3 separate regions of the Rattus norvegicus genome follow, and all the other regions are linked to region 1. The links are chromatin contacts, called in public Hi-C and HiChIP or PLAC-seq maps. All regions are on one chromosome and are shown on one strand. Each heading gives the region's core, a stretch centred on a gene start, on an enhancer-like site or on the middle of the called end of the contact. The rest is flanking DNA. Distances are from core to core; before and after follow the strand shown. Region 1 holds the start of Aco1 (aconitase 1). Region 2 holds the start of Aptx (aprataxin). Region 3 holds the start of Dnaja1 (DnaJ heat shock protein family (Hsp40) member A1).

The links. A called contact is a pair of places that touch in the nucleus more often than the background predicts. HiChIP or PLAC-seq counts read pairs in DNA pulled down with a chosen protein or histone mark.
Region 2: a Hi-C map of hepatocytes shows a contact between it and region 1, with 2.3 times the contacts expected there. The contact joins the promoter of Aptx here to the promoter of Aco1 in region 1. A contact is called at or near these places in 1 of 12 Hi-C or Micro-C datasets (hepatocytes) and 1 of 1 datasets of contacts at active chromatin or transcription factors (oligodendrocytes).
Region 3: an H3K27ac HiChIP or PLAC-seq map of oligodendrocytes shows a contact between it and region 1, with 6 times the contacts expected there. The contact joins the promoter of Dnaja1 here to the promoter of Aco1 in region 1. A contact is called at or near these places in 1 of 12 Hi-C or Micro-C datasets (hepatocytes) and 1 of 1 datasets of contacts at active chromatin or transcription factors (oligodendrocytes).

The regions. Positions count from the first base shown.
Region 1 is chr5:60,052,868-60,057,254 of GRCr8, reverse strand. It overlaps Aco1 (aconitase 1), which reads right to left and starts at 1,360. Exons shown (of 21, transcript NM_017321.2): 1 at 1,244-1,360.
Region 2 is chr5:60,616,090-60,620,967 of GRCr8, reverse strand. It overlaps Aptx (aprataxin), which reads left to right and starts at 2,178. Exons shown (of 9, transcript NM_148889.2): 1 at 2,178-2,315.
Region 3 is chr5:60,636,680-60,641,027 of GRCr8, reverse strand. Dnaja1 (DnaJ heat shock protein family (Hsp40) member A1) reads right to left here and starts at 2,624. Exons shown (of 9, transcript NM_022934.1): 1 at 2,514-2,624; 2 at 1,319-1,460; 3 at 1,045-1,222. The coding sequence starts at 1,450. Mir207 (microRNA 207) reads right to left here and starts at 2,232; the gene lies at 2,155-2,232.

The DNA of each region.
Region 1 (4,387 bases), core at 111-2,610:
ATTCTAGAGATGACCTCTCAGTTACTTGGTAAGCTTACACCAACCCCTACACGTTTGGCATGGCCTAGTCATACACACCTCCCGAACCCACAGGTCTGGTTTGCTACATCAATGCAGCAAACCGATGCTTACATGGAAATGGATGTTTACATAGAAACAACCAAGATACACATGAAAGGCATTGAGTTTGCAGAAGCCAAGAGTCACCACCATCTGTGGGGATCTCGTACTCAGTTCTGAAGTGAGGTCCACAGTGCTCCTGAGTATCTATCAGAGGTTAACTAGCTCCATGGTGCTGAGCGGAAGAACCATAAACAAAGTGGCAAACCCAGTGAACTATGCCTTCTAAGCATGGGCTGCCTCAGTAGTTTTAAAATACGCTGCAGAGAAACACAGGTGCAAGTATCTGGACTGTCAACACCAGTTCTAAACAACACAATGTTACATTTTCAATGATATACTTGAAAGTATACAGAAACTACATGACATGTCATACCGCAACAGGCTGAGTGTCTTCCTCGAAGCAGAGGTTTGTAGAAAGGTTAAAAAATGCCCTAACAGTGTTTGGGAAAATACAGGATTTAAACACACACACACACACACACACACACACACACACACACACACACACACACACACCGTTATGTGAAATATAATTGGTCTATTCTGAATTAAGTATATTAAATGTCTATTCGTTGTACTTATACACGACAAAATATCAATAGGTACAATCTATATAACAAAGGTTCCTTAGGTGCACAGCCGGTGTTAAATCCAGAAGTTAAGCAACTTCTGCTTGGAGGCTGTCATGCGTGCTGCAGGGAGATGTGCGGTTCTAGTGCACTGGCCTGGCCGAGCAGTACTGTCCAGTTCTCCTTAGGTTCCTCAATCGATCTCCTTGGACTCTATGCTCAACCCTTCCACTGAGGGGTCTCTCACCCTCACTCCACCTGTCTCTCCCCTGTGTTGGGGTCTCTAACATGCCGGGCACAATCGCTCCTTTCTATCCCGTGGGCCGGGCCCCGCAGACTGACACCCTGGCGGTGCGGCCCGCACACCAAGGCGAGAACTCTCGGGGCGCCGAGAAGAGCCACTCCCAGTACAAAGCGACGCAGGCTGGGGAGCGGGCAGAGAGGTCACCCTAGGAGCCAGCTCCACGGCCTCCCCGCAGATCGCCGGGTGTTCCCGGGTCTGTACCGTGGGAAAGGCCTGCACGGACGCCCCGGGGCCGCATGGTACTCACCGCTCACAGCGGGGCTCACGGAGCACGGAGCACACAGGCGGGTGCAAGCAAGAACCCAGGCCGACTTTGCGCTCCTCCCCCTGAGCGGTCCTCCGGACGCTCCGGCTGCGAGGCGGGACCCGTGGGAGAGCGGGCCGGAACCAGCTGCAGCAAGAGAGGGGCCGGACCTGGGCCTCACTACGCCCCTAGGGGCGGAGCCTGGACACCTCCTCCCTTCAGAAGCTGCAGGCTATGGCTGAGGCTTGGAGTCTGCTCAGGGCACGCCCTCCCTTCCGAACCTTCGGACGGTGGCAGACGGGCGGAGTCTAGGACCTATTCCGCCCCAAGGGCCAGAACTTGAGGTTCCGGCCAAGGGGCAGAGCTTGGGACACCTCTTCTTTCCAGAGCCCGAAGGCAGGCCATACTGAGGGACGAATCCCAGGTCCCTACATGGCCAACCCAGAGCCAACCCTGGGGACTTAGGCTGAGAGGATGGACCCGGGACCCGGCCCCGCCCCTAGATCCAGAGAATCTTGGCCTCGGGTGGGGGCAGAGCCTAGGACCTGCTCCACAAAGGCCCTAAGCTGAAGGCCATTGATATTTGTGGCTCCGCCCCATAGGCGGGAGAAACTGGGCCCTGGGGCTGCATCTAGCGTTGCTAGTGGTTCACTCCCAGGAAGTGTCTAGGCTTTTCCTCTTCTGGAGCATGGGAGAAGGCCGACTGTCGCTCACGTGGGGCAGAGTGTGACTTGTAAGTGTCTGACTAGCTCAGTGAGCCAGAAGAAGAAAAGACTTGTTAGGATTTCTGTTGCTGCGATGAAATGCCATGTCCAAAAGGCAGGCTGAGGAGAAAGGGGTGTATTTGGCTTACACTTCCAACTCATTGGAGGAAGTCAGGACAGGAACTCAAGCAGGGCTGCCTACTGCCTTGCTTCCCATGGCTTGCTCCGCTTACTTTCTTTCTTACAGAACCCAGGACCACCACCAGCCCAGGGATGGCACGGCTCACCGTGGGCTGGGCCCTCCCCATTGATCACTAATTGAGCAAATGCCTTACAGCTGAATCTCATGGAGGCATTTTCTCAGCTGAGGCTCCTTCCTCTCTGATAACTAATTTGTGTCAAGTGACACACAAAACCAGCCTGTACAGTGCCCTCTCTCCACCTTTCTTTTAAATGCTGGGCGGTAAGTACAGGCGTTATTTTCTGAGTGCCTCAGAACACTGCATAATCAGTCATCTCTGTCCTCCAGTGTCCCCACCTCCTTCCACCATCGACTCCCTACGACTGAGATGGCAGGTCCACCTGCCACACCACGCCCAGATCTTTTGAAAAGAGAGTTTCTCTGTCTTTACTTGCCCAAAGCTCGGGAAGTGGCATCAGGAACATACTCGGAAAAACAGGACCTCAACATTTCTGTAGCTTACACAGAATGCAACATTTTATATCAACTCGTCTTTAGCCTGTAGCAACCCATGATAGTGCATGCTGTCTACCCATCTGAAGTCTGAGCTGTGAGAACGAGTGTGGGGGGGGGGGTTTCTGTACTTGTTTAGCAGTTTGGCCTCTCAAGTCAATGTGAATTCAGAGATATGATTAGCTCTAGATGAAAGGCTGTAAGGTTTTGTTGCCCAGGTTGCTTGGAAATCCGGTGTAGGTTTCCACATCGAGTTAACTTGAATGAGCATTGTATAGGGAGAATGACTAGTAACTAGTCGGTCAAACACCTGGCTAGGGGTGGGGGTTTTGCTGCCCTAGGTTGTTCCCTTAGAGTTGAAGGGTCTGAGTTCCAGGAACCCATAGACTGGACTTGAGTTCCAAGCTGTCGAAGCCTAAGGCTTATAATTCCAGGTACTCGAGGCAGAGGCGTCCTGCTCTAGGCTATACTCTGCAGCAGGTAGAGTTATAATGAAAGAGTCAGAGTTGGGGCCAATCTGGGGCCAGTGGGAAAATTCCCACCACAAACCGCTGAGCACAAGGAACCTTCCTTCCTAGGAAGAAAAAAGTTGGTTTAGTTCCTGGAACAGCTTCAAGTCGAACTGTCACACAAAGCTCCCTGACTCCCAACTAAAAGTCCTGAACGATACACTGAGTCGATCTGAAAGTTGTTTTGCTCTACCAAATGCACATAGTACCCTGCCTAGTTACCTGCCCCCAATTGTTTGAATTCTTCCCCAATTGTTTGCAAGGTATATAACTACCCGTTAGAGTCTGCTCAGGGTCGTCTCCCCTTGAAGTGGGATGACCCCGACCTGTCGGAACGATTAAACTTCTCCTGCTTTTACATCTATCACCGCCTACATGAGTCTCAATCAGGAGGTCCTGGAAGAGGTTCAATTCGAGCCTCACCATAACTCCTGATCCTTGGTTGTCACGACTCTTGCCAGCAAAGAGACCAAGTTTTACAGTCTCTCCTTTTTGTTCTTCAGAGCCCCTGCCTGTCTCTATACTTCTGCTGTTCCTATAAAGTCATAGCTTTTTGCATTTACCACTCCCTAGTGTTATAGCTCAGAGTTCTTGAAGGGCTCGGCGACTCTTAGCTGCCTTCTGTGTCATCACTCTGAGCTTTGACCGTTGAGGTCTCTTAGATCTTTTGGCTCCGGAACTCTTCAGTTACCTCGTCTCTGCCAGTGGCAGTGCTGTTGTCTCTGTCATCCTTTATGGAAGTGGCATCTTCACTCCATACAACCTGCCTAGCCTGATAAAGACTGTAGTCAAAGAGGATATTTATGAGGTGCTGTATTAGGCCTAATATTGCAATCCCAGAAGAAGTCTCCCAGACTAACAACACAGTTAAGGGAAACAGTCTCACACAGCTAGAAGGAAATATGACATGCTTGTGTGTGGACTGTGATTTCACCAACTACAGCCCCACATGTGCATAGTCCTACCTAAACAAGATGACAAGCTTCACTTAAGAGCCAATCACTACAAGCCTCACATTGCACCAATCACAGTTTACTTTTCTCCCTGAGTCAGTAGAGAGAGTTACTCCCTTCTCTAGTCTGGAAGAAGACTAACTTCCCAGTGAGCAGATTCATCTAGAATTTACTGGCTCTGTCTTACAGAGAGCGGAGTCTTCCAGAGCCAGTGCAGTTTGCTGAAGAGGTCATGATTGGAGCAGGGGCTCCTGGATCAAACGTTTTAGCTTCACCAGCAGCCAGTA
Region 2 (4,878 bases), core at 929-3,428, 560 kb before region 1:
TTTTGTGAGTTCAAGGCCAGTTTGGTCTACATAAAAAGTTTCTGGACAGCCAGAGGTATAGTGAGGCCCTGTCTCACAACAACAACAACAACAACAACAACAACAACAACAACATCAGCAACAAACTGAAGCAGGAGGATCAGAAATTTAAGGCCATCTTTTAAGGCCTTGACACTGTCTTTAAGAAATGGAGGAAAAAGGAAAATGAGAAAGAATAATATGTGTGTTGGGTTGGCTAGATGGGTCAGTAGGAACACTGGTTACTCCTTCAGAAGATCTGGGTTCTATTCCCAACTCACAGTCTCTTATAACTACAGTTCCAGGGAATCTGCCTTCTGCTGGCCTCCTCAGACACCAGGTACACACATGGTGTACAGACATACATGCATGCAAAACACCCATACACATTAAAAAAATCAATAAATTAAAAAAGAAAGAATATTTAAAATAAAACCCAAAGAAAAACATTAGCCTTAAAAAGGAACTTTTGACGTGTGCCACATTGTAGATGAAACTTGACACCAAGCTAAGTGAAATAAATTAATTACAAAAACCAATACTTCATGATTTCATTTAAATGTTATTTCCAGGCTGGTCAAACCCATGGAAGTTAAGAGAAGAATAGTGGAAGACAAAAATTAGTAGTTGTTTAATTCATAGAGAAGCTGAAACAGGGAGCTTAGTCCCCAAACAATGTGAACCCCAATGATTGTCTTAAGTGCCTACCCTTAACCATGGATTGTTCTAGACAACCTTGTTTTTCTGGTCAGTGCACTGCAGACAATGGATTAGACCTAATACAGTGCCTATGAAAACCCTGACCAATTTTGTACAAATGACCCGGTTTAATTTTTAGCTGTAAGAGACACAATGGAATCTGCGTAGAAGCCTTGGCTAAGATGTTTAATCCTGAGGGAAAATGTAAACTGTCAGGTCACCAGATCTGCCTCCGTATCTTAAGCAGTTGTGGACCGAGTTCTCAGCCTTGAGGCTTGCACAGCTTTTGATGCCTCCTCCCTTCCCGCTCTGATCCTAACATACACCCGCATCTTCTCTGCCAACAAAAGCACATCTTTCTCTTGTTCCCAGGAACATCCTCCCATCCTGTCTTGTCAGCTCTATTAGACTAGTGGAGCCCGCTTTTCCACGGAAGGAAACAATAGCAACCCATCTGACCAAGAAACAAAAGAGCTCCTAGCTGAGAATGGGGGTGAAAGCCTGTTATCCTAGTATTTCAGAGGTAGGGGAAAGGGGAATCTTGAGTTTGAGATTAGCCTAGGGTACAGTGAAACCTTGTTTTCTAAACAACCCCCCCCCCAAAAAAAAAAGACTCTGAAAGGTTCAGTTTCTACTGCGTTTCAGATTCTACACTCTGATGTACTCACGAGATAGGAATTCTTTCATCTGCCAAGAAGTCTTTGGTGATTTACAATACAAGACTTTTAGGGAACGTCCTGGAATTGCAATAAAAATCAGTACAAATATGTCATCCCAACCTCCTGCCTTGCTGATTGCCCTCAGTTAATTTAGTGAAGACATCATAAAAAAAAATCTTAGCAGGGTTCCTCTGTCTCTCTCTTTAGTCTTTTTCTCCTTAGAGAAGGAAAGTGTAATTTGAACGTGAGTGGTTGGTAAAGCACTCCAGCTTGTAGCTTAACCGATGGCTTCAAAGCTGTGTTTGGTAGCTCGCACCTGCAATCCTAGCACTGGGGAATCTAAGGCAAGAGGAGATTCTGGCGAGTTCAAGGCCAATTTGGGCTACAGAATGAATTTGTCTCACTACCTCCAACCTCGTTCCTTCCCTTTCAAAGATGGCTTTAACATATAGCAAGCTTCCTGAGGAGGAAGTGCTAAGAGACGACTTGGCTGCATAGAAAAGCCACAGGAGATTGCTGTCTGAAATCTCTCCGGATTCAGACCCTGGGAGGCTATGACAGCTAGATGCCTCAGAGAAGGCAAAGGAGTTATCTTCACGGGAAACAACTAGCTGCTACGACCACTTTTCGACCAGGGTATCCGGCAAGAGAACGTTTCGGCCAATTCTGGAAAAAACTCTGAAATCATCACCAGTTGCTAGGCAGCAGTTTGTGACATCATCTTTCAGCACCGGAAGCGGCGAGGCGCAGCGGAGTAGCGTGGAGGTTTGTAAGTGTGCAGTCGAGGTAAGCTAGTGGTCGGCCTGCTTTCGTAGCTGGTTGGGTTAGAAGCCAGCAGGGGCGTTTGGCCGGGGCTGCTAACCCGGAGCGGATACCTTGAAGGTGGAGTTCGAGGTTTCCTTCTGGGTGGACCAAGCCCCACCCTTTCGTCCTGTTCAGGTGGGCGTGTTTCAGAGTTTTGGTTTCCGCCTCATTGTTCCGACCTCTCTGACTCCCCGCCCCCCATCCCCATCCGACTCTTGTACCTAGTTGGCTGCAAGATCTGCTTGAAAAGATTTATAGATAAACAGTGGACACTGTCCGTGCCAACGGGGCTGTTCTGTTTCTGCCAGAAACGCCTTCCAAGAGTAACTTGAGGCGCCCTAGCAGTGTCCTCAGCGGGCCTTAATAATGCCGGAAGCAGTAAGGCCTTTTTCATATAGTGCAGAGACTGATTCAACAAAGCTGGGGCTTTTGAAATTACATCTATTTGGAATTGATGGAGAATACTTTGGAGGAGTCGATATGTATTGGGGATTTCGTAAGAGTCCCAGCATCCCCACTAGCCCAGCTGGCCTCAAATTCCTGATCCCCTTGTCCCTACCTCCCAGTGATGGGATACAGGCCTTGTACATTTTTTTTTTTTTCAAGATGGTTTACAGTATGTAGAGTAGTATGACCTCAAACTTCTGGATATCCTGCCTGTGCCTCCTTAATACTGAGACTGCAGACCTCTGTCATAGAAATCTTTTTACAGAATTGTTTATGTGGGAAAGAAATGCATATTTGGTTTTTATACTTTTTTTTTCCAAGATGATCTTTGTAAGGAAATCTTTGTCCAATTCCTGCTTGGTTGTTAGTGACTTGTTTGCTGATATGTCGTCCCCACACCTCCTATTCTTTAAGCAAGCATTCACTGACTGCTGAATTTCAAAATCTATTGAAACGTACAATTTTTCAGCTGTCAGCCAGTCACATGGGGCTTTATCTGGAGCTTGTTGGGGTCTCTGGTCCCTTCTGCCTTCAGTTTTAGGTTCCACTATCACTTAATGCTTCTCCATGCACTGTGCCATGTCTTCCTGTGTTTGCCTTTGTTGTTCTCTTTGCCTAGAAATTGTCTTCCTAATCCCAGTTTCTGGTTCTTGTTGCTCAGATAGGCTGCCTACTCCTACCAAATTAATCAAGTTTATAAGCCCATCCCATCTCCAGAAAACTTTCCTTCACAGGGTACTAAGGGTTTGTATTTCTATAATACTCTTTCTACAGGCAAATCATACCCCACTGATTATAATTATTTCTGGGTCTTCTGTGAGATTGGAGGCTTTTGAAAGGAGGACATATGCATTAGCTCTTGACTCCCAGTGCTAGAATAGCATGAAGCACATAGTAGGCATGAAAAAATCTTGATTGAGATTGAGTGAGTGAGCCCCCAAACAGTATCGTGTAGTAGTTAAGAACCCATTCTTTGGGGGTTGGGGATTTAGCTCAGTGGTAGAGCGCTTGCCTAGCAAGCGCAAGGCCCTGGGTTTGGTCCCCAGCTCCGGAAAAAAAAAAGAAAAGAAAAAAAAAAGAAAAAAAAAAGAAAAAAAAAAGAACCCATTCTTTGGAAAGAGTTGAAATTCTAACTCTGGCACAGAGTCTTGGTTGCTTGACACGGTACTTACTTGTCTGTGCCTTAATTTTCCATAGTGAAGGTGAGACCTTGTAAATGAGACATTTAGCATAGTACCCACTGTGTAGAATGTCTTAATTTTTTTTTTTTTACATTTTTATTTTGTGTATGAGTGTTTTGCCTGCCTGCATGTACCATGTGCATGCAGTGGTCATGGGGGGCAAGAAGAGGGTGTTGGATCCTCTTGGAACTGGAGCTATAGACAGTTGTGAGCTGCCGTGTGGGTGCTGGGAATTGAACCTGGCTCCTCTGGAAGGCAGTCAGTGCTCTTAACCACTCAGCCATCTCCCCAGCCCTCCCCCCCTCTCGCCCCCCATGTAGTATGTTCTTAATAGGTTATGCTGAACACCTGGGATCCTGGGATACAAGAGCAGGCCAGCAGCAGTCTTCCAAGACTTTTCTTCCATGTTTCTCGAATGGGGATACAGAGGGGAGTTCGTTCCTAAGGCTGTGAGAAGATGACAACTCCATTGGCCTCCAAGGAGATGGGACCTGAAATCTAAGATTTGGGTCTCTAGGAAGGAGAGAAGGATAAGTCAACATCAGAATACCATGCTTAGAATGATGATGTCTGTGTGTGTAAAGGTGCCCGCGTGTATGTCTGGGGAGGGAAGAGTGAGAAGGATGGCCACTGGGGCCAGTTCTGTGAAATAAGTAACCTCTGAGGAATTAGAGGCTGACAGTCTTAAATTCAAGTCTCCACAGTCACTTGTGCTTAAATTAATTGGAAATTCAGCTCCATACTTGTGCTAGTGGCCCTTCAGAAGCTCAGTGCTAACAGTGCTTCAAGATAGATTTCAGGCCGCACGCCACTTGCCAAGATCATTTGGGTTCCCTAATGCGATGGTTTGTCTGTGCTTGGCCCAGGGAGTGGCACTAGTAGGAGGTGTGGCCTTGTTGGAGTAGGTGTGTCACTGTGGGGTGGGCTTTAAGACCCTTGTCCTAGCTGCCTGGAAGCCAGTCTTCTCCTAGCTGCCTTCAGAACAAGAGGTGAAATGCTCTATGTCTTCCTGGATGCTGCCGTGTTCCCATCTTGATAATAATGGGCTGACCTCTGAACCTGTAAGCCAG
Region 3 (4,348 bases), core at 1,375-3,874, 580 kb before region 1:
CAAAGTGCCATTTTAACCTCCAATACTGTCTTCCCATAAAATACGTCTTTTGATCCAACAGTCAATGCATCTAAGCTGAGCTAATGAAGCTGAAGAGTAAACAGGCAGCAGGCTATCTGGAGGCAACGAGCTGTATCCAGTCTTTGCTTGAAAAGGTTTCGTTTTCTCCAACATATATTTTTTTTTTTTTTGGTTCTTTTTTTCGGAGCTGGGGACCGAACCCAGGGCCTTGCGCTTCCTAGGCAAGCGCTCTACCACTGAGCTAAATCCCCAACCCCTTCTCCAACATATTTTTAACAGAAAAAGGCCACTGCACTTACCACTGAGTTCTAAGAGCAGGTGATATTATCTAAGATACAAAAGGGCTTAGAAACCCTAAGTTTTTTTTTTTTTTAAAGATTTATTTATTTTGTATATGAGTACACTGTAGCTGTCTTCAGACACACCAGAAAGGGACATCAGATCCCATTACGGATGGTTGTGAGCCACCATGTGGTTGCTGGGATTTGAACTCAGGACCTCTGGAAGAGCAGTCGGTGCTCTTAACCACTGAGCCATCTCTCCAGCCCAGAAACCCTAAGTTGTTACTACAATTTGTTACCCTACTGTTTGAAAATATATGGAGTTGGTTATACCTGCTTTTTTGGCTTAGCTACTTTTTGGTTACATAAAATCTCAATTATAGGGGCTAGAGGGAAGGCTCAGTGGTTAACAGGACTGGCTGCTCTTCTAGAGGACCAGGGTTCAATTCTCAGCATCCACATGGCAGCTCACAACTGTCTATAACTCCAAGATCTGACACCCTCATCCAGACATACATGCAGGCAAAAACATCAGTGCACATAAAATAAAAATTATAAAAAACCAAACAAACCAAACAACCACAGCAACTCAATTATAAATGACACCAGAAGTCAGAGACAGTTCATGGACAGAATGTAACATCACGCTAAAGAGTAAAAAAACATTTAAATAAATTCTCAAGTCTTTCTTTCATCAGCAGTTACTTTGTTCTGCTGCAGGTAAGCTAGATTTTTTTCTTACCTCTCCTTTCTCTTTGCATCCTTCCTCCTCCTCCAAAGAACATATCAAAGATATCCATGGGCGAGCCAAAACCTCCACCTGCTCCGCCCTCCTTAATCGCCTGCTCGCCCCCTTTATCATATAGTTCCCTTTTCTTGGAATCAGCAAGAACTTCATAAGCTTGAGAAATCTGTTTAAACTGTTTCAGAAAAGGATATCCCATTAGAAACAACTGTTAGAAAGCACAGCTACCGTACAGACTTAATTCACATGGCAACACTGCTGAGCTGCTTACCTTTTCTCCTTCATTTGGATTTTTATCAGGGTGGTACTTCAAGGCCAATTTTCTATATGCCTTTTTCAATTCTTCCTGGGTGGCATTGGGTTTGACCCCCAGAACATCATAGTAAGTAGTTTCTTTCACCATTTTTTACAGCCTGAAATCAGAAAATGATAATTTTAAACTTGCTTTTACCTTTTGTACAAAACAAAACAAAACAAAAAAAAAACATCTGCTTCTGCCTCCTGAGAGATGACTGGCTCTTAACTTATAGTTTTTAACTACCAGAACTAAAGCAATCTGGTTTTTTGCCTTTATCTCATATTAATACAGCCTTCCCTAAACGTCTTAAAAGGTAAAAATTCCTGCTATGATTCAGCTGTAAATTCTAACAGACTAAATTTAAATTTCAGGGAAGGCGAAGGAAAGTCTGTCTAGCAGCTGGTTCCTGCTCTACTGCACTAACACATGAATTATTGGGTTTCTTCCGGTTTCCTTTCCCCCAGAGGTTTTGCTAGTAACCCAAAGCAGCACTGATAGGTTCCATCCACTGGTTAGTACATTACCACTGCCTTTGTACATCTGATAAAGGCCATACCCTCGCCGGAAAGGGACACTGGACACCCGGGGGTGGAGGAGTGGCTTATGAGACCAGCTCGAGAGAGCAGGTGCCCAGGCCCCTTCGCCATCCTGCTCCTGCTCGCTCGCAACTTACCCACTCTCGCCCCTCAGGCCTGCGGAGCTGACTCGCCCTCTGGGTTTCCCCGGCACCTGGCGCCGACCGTTAAGGTTTCCTTCCTTTCTCCCTCCCACCCTGATCGAAAAGGCGGAGGGGGAAGGCCGGACTCAACAAAGAAAGGGAGGAGAGCCAGGAGAAGCGCAAGCCGCAGCCTCCGCCCCGCTCCTCCCGCAGCCCCTCACCCCTGCCTCGGTCCGCGCGTGCGCAGCGCTGCCCACCCAGCCCGGGCGGCGGTGCGCACCGAAGAGTCTGAGGCGGGAGGCGAATTGGCTTCGGCCTTGGGCCGCCTCGTGGCGTGCGGGCGGGCAGGGCGCCGGGCATTCCCGGCAGCCTTCCGAAGACCGAGCCCGGCTCAGGGAACCCACAGTCCCCGCCCACGCGGGACCAACCGCCTCCGGCTGCGGCTTCCCCGGCTGTCTGGTGCCCAGGCCGCACGCCGCGACCGAGGGAGACCCAAGGACCTAGACTCACCGGTGAGCGGGCCGGCGCCGGAGAGCGGAAAGAGGAGCGTAGCACAGCGCAGCTCGGCCAGACGCTGCTCCTCTACCACCCACCGAGCGTTCTGGAAAGTTCCGCCCGGCCCGCCGCAGCCGACCTCTTTTGTAGCGGAGCCCGGGCGCGTCACTTGCCGGAAGTCCCGCCCCTCGCTTCTGCCACCGCCCCTCGGTTACCTGGGCAACGGCGCGGGGGCGGAGAGTGGCTGCGCCCAAGGGCCTTGTGGGGGTGGACTCAGGCCCGGGTTCCCGATCCTTGTAGAATCTTCTAGAGGCTTTTTCTTTATGCGAGGTACCAGAGGGCGGAAGTCTTGAGGTGGAGAGGTCATGTCCCAGAGCCGTAAGCCGGGGACGAGTGCTTCAGGCGCTGTGCAGAAGGGATCCTAACCTCACCGGAGTCTAATTTTCTGCAGCTCCTTAGCTCTGAGCCTTGCGGGCAAGAAATGCTGAGCAAGGCGGGCCTAGTCCCTAGACTAGCCTTGCAGGCTTTGGATCCGGTGGTTTCACCCAAGCGCACTCCTGTCACAGCTTTTTGGATGAGCCCAGGCTTCAGATCCTTCTGGCTCTGACTTGGGCGGACAGAACCTGGGACTGCACCAAACAGGAAACATTTAGAATGCTTCACGCACCTTTTTAGTCAGTCTGCCACCCAGTTTGGCTGCAGAGTAGCAGCAAAACACGAAATTAATTGCTTTAGTTTATTGTTTCAATTTTTTGACCGTTTTTATTTCCAGTTAGTGAATCAAAATCTATAGTTGGCAAAGTTGAATCTTAAGCTTTCAAGGGACAGTGAATGTTTTTCTTATTCAGTAACACAATAGACACATCAAAGAAGTGGAGGTGCAAGCTTAAAGAGTTCACATAGTTTAAAAAGATTTAATTCCAATCGTGTGTATCTGTGTGTATAGGTGCCCAAGGAAGCCAGAGACATAGAATCTATGAATTTGACTATTCCAGATAACTTAGTCACATTTTATTATTTAGTTTTCTTGTTTGACTTCTAAGGTTTTTTTAGTTACTGTTTGTATATGAGTGTTCTGTTTACATGTGTGTCTATGCACCCCATGCATACCTAGTTCCTGTGGTAACTGGAGGTACAGATAATTTTAAGTCACCACGTGGATGCTAGGAAGTGAACCTGGGGCCTCTGCAAGAGCAACCAGTGCTTTAAACGGATTAGTTATCTCTCTACACCCCTTAGCCTTGTTTTTGAGCCCAGACTGGCCTGGTACTCTCTTTGTAGCCAAAGCTGGCTTCAAACTCTGAACTCTTCAGCCTCTGAGCAGTTGTGAAGAGGAAGACCATGGGGCCTCCTGCTTAGACTTTTGTGGAATAAGATGTGTTAAATGTTTGTTATATTGTGTGTGTTTTAACTGTGGACCATTATTGTAGTTCTCTCCTTTACACAGGTAACTCGGGTCTTCTGTGCTTCACCAGCTGAGCAGTGCTTTAAGGAGGTCACAGGGATGTAGCCAGAGCTAAGGGAGCTGTAAAGGCTGCCTTCAAACCTGCCCAAAGACATCTTTAGCTCTTAGTCTTTTTTTTTTTTTTTTTTTTATTCTTTTATGAGGATACCGTTGCTGTCTTCGTACACACCAGAGGAGGGCATCAGATCCCATTACAGATGGTTATGAGCCACAACATGGAATTGAACTCAGGACCTTTGGAAGAGCAGTCAGTGCTCTTATCCACTGAGCCATCTCTCCAGCCCAGCTCTTAGTCTTAAAAAGCTAATGGTTTTAGAATTTCAATGTTGTACTGCTCTGCCCCACCACCATTACTGCTTTCACTAAACTCAGTCACTAACACTAC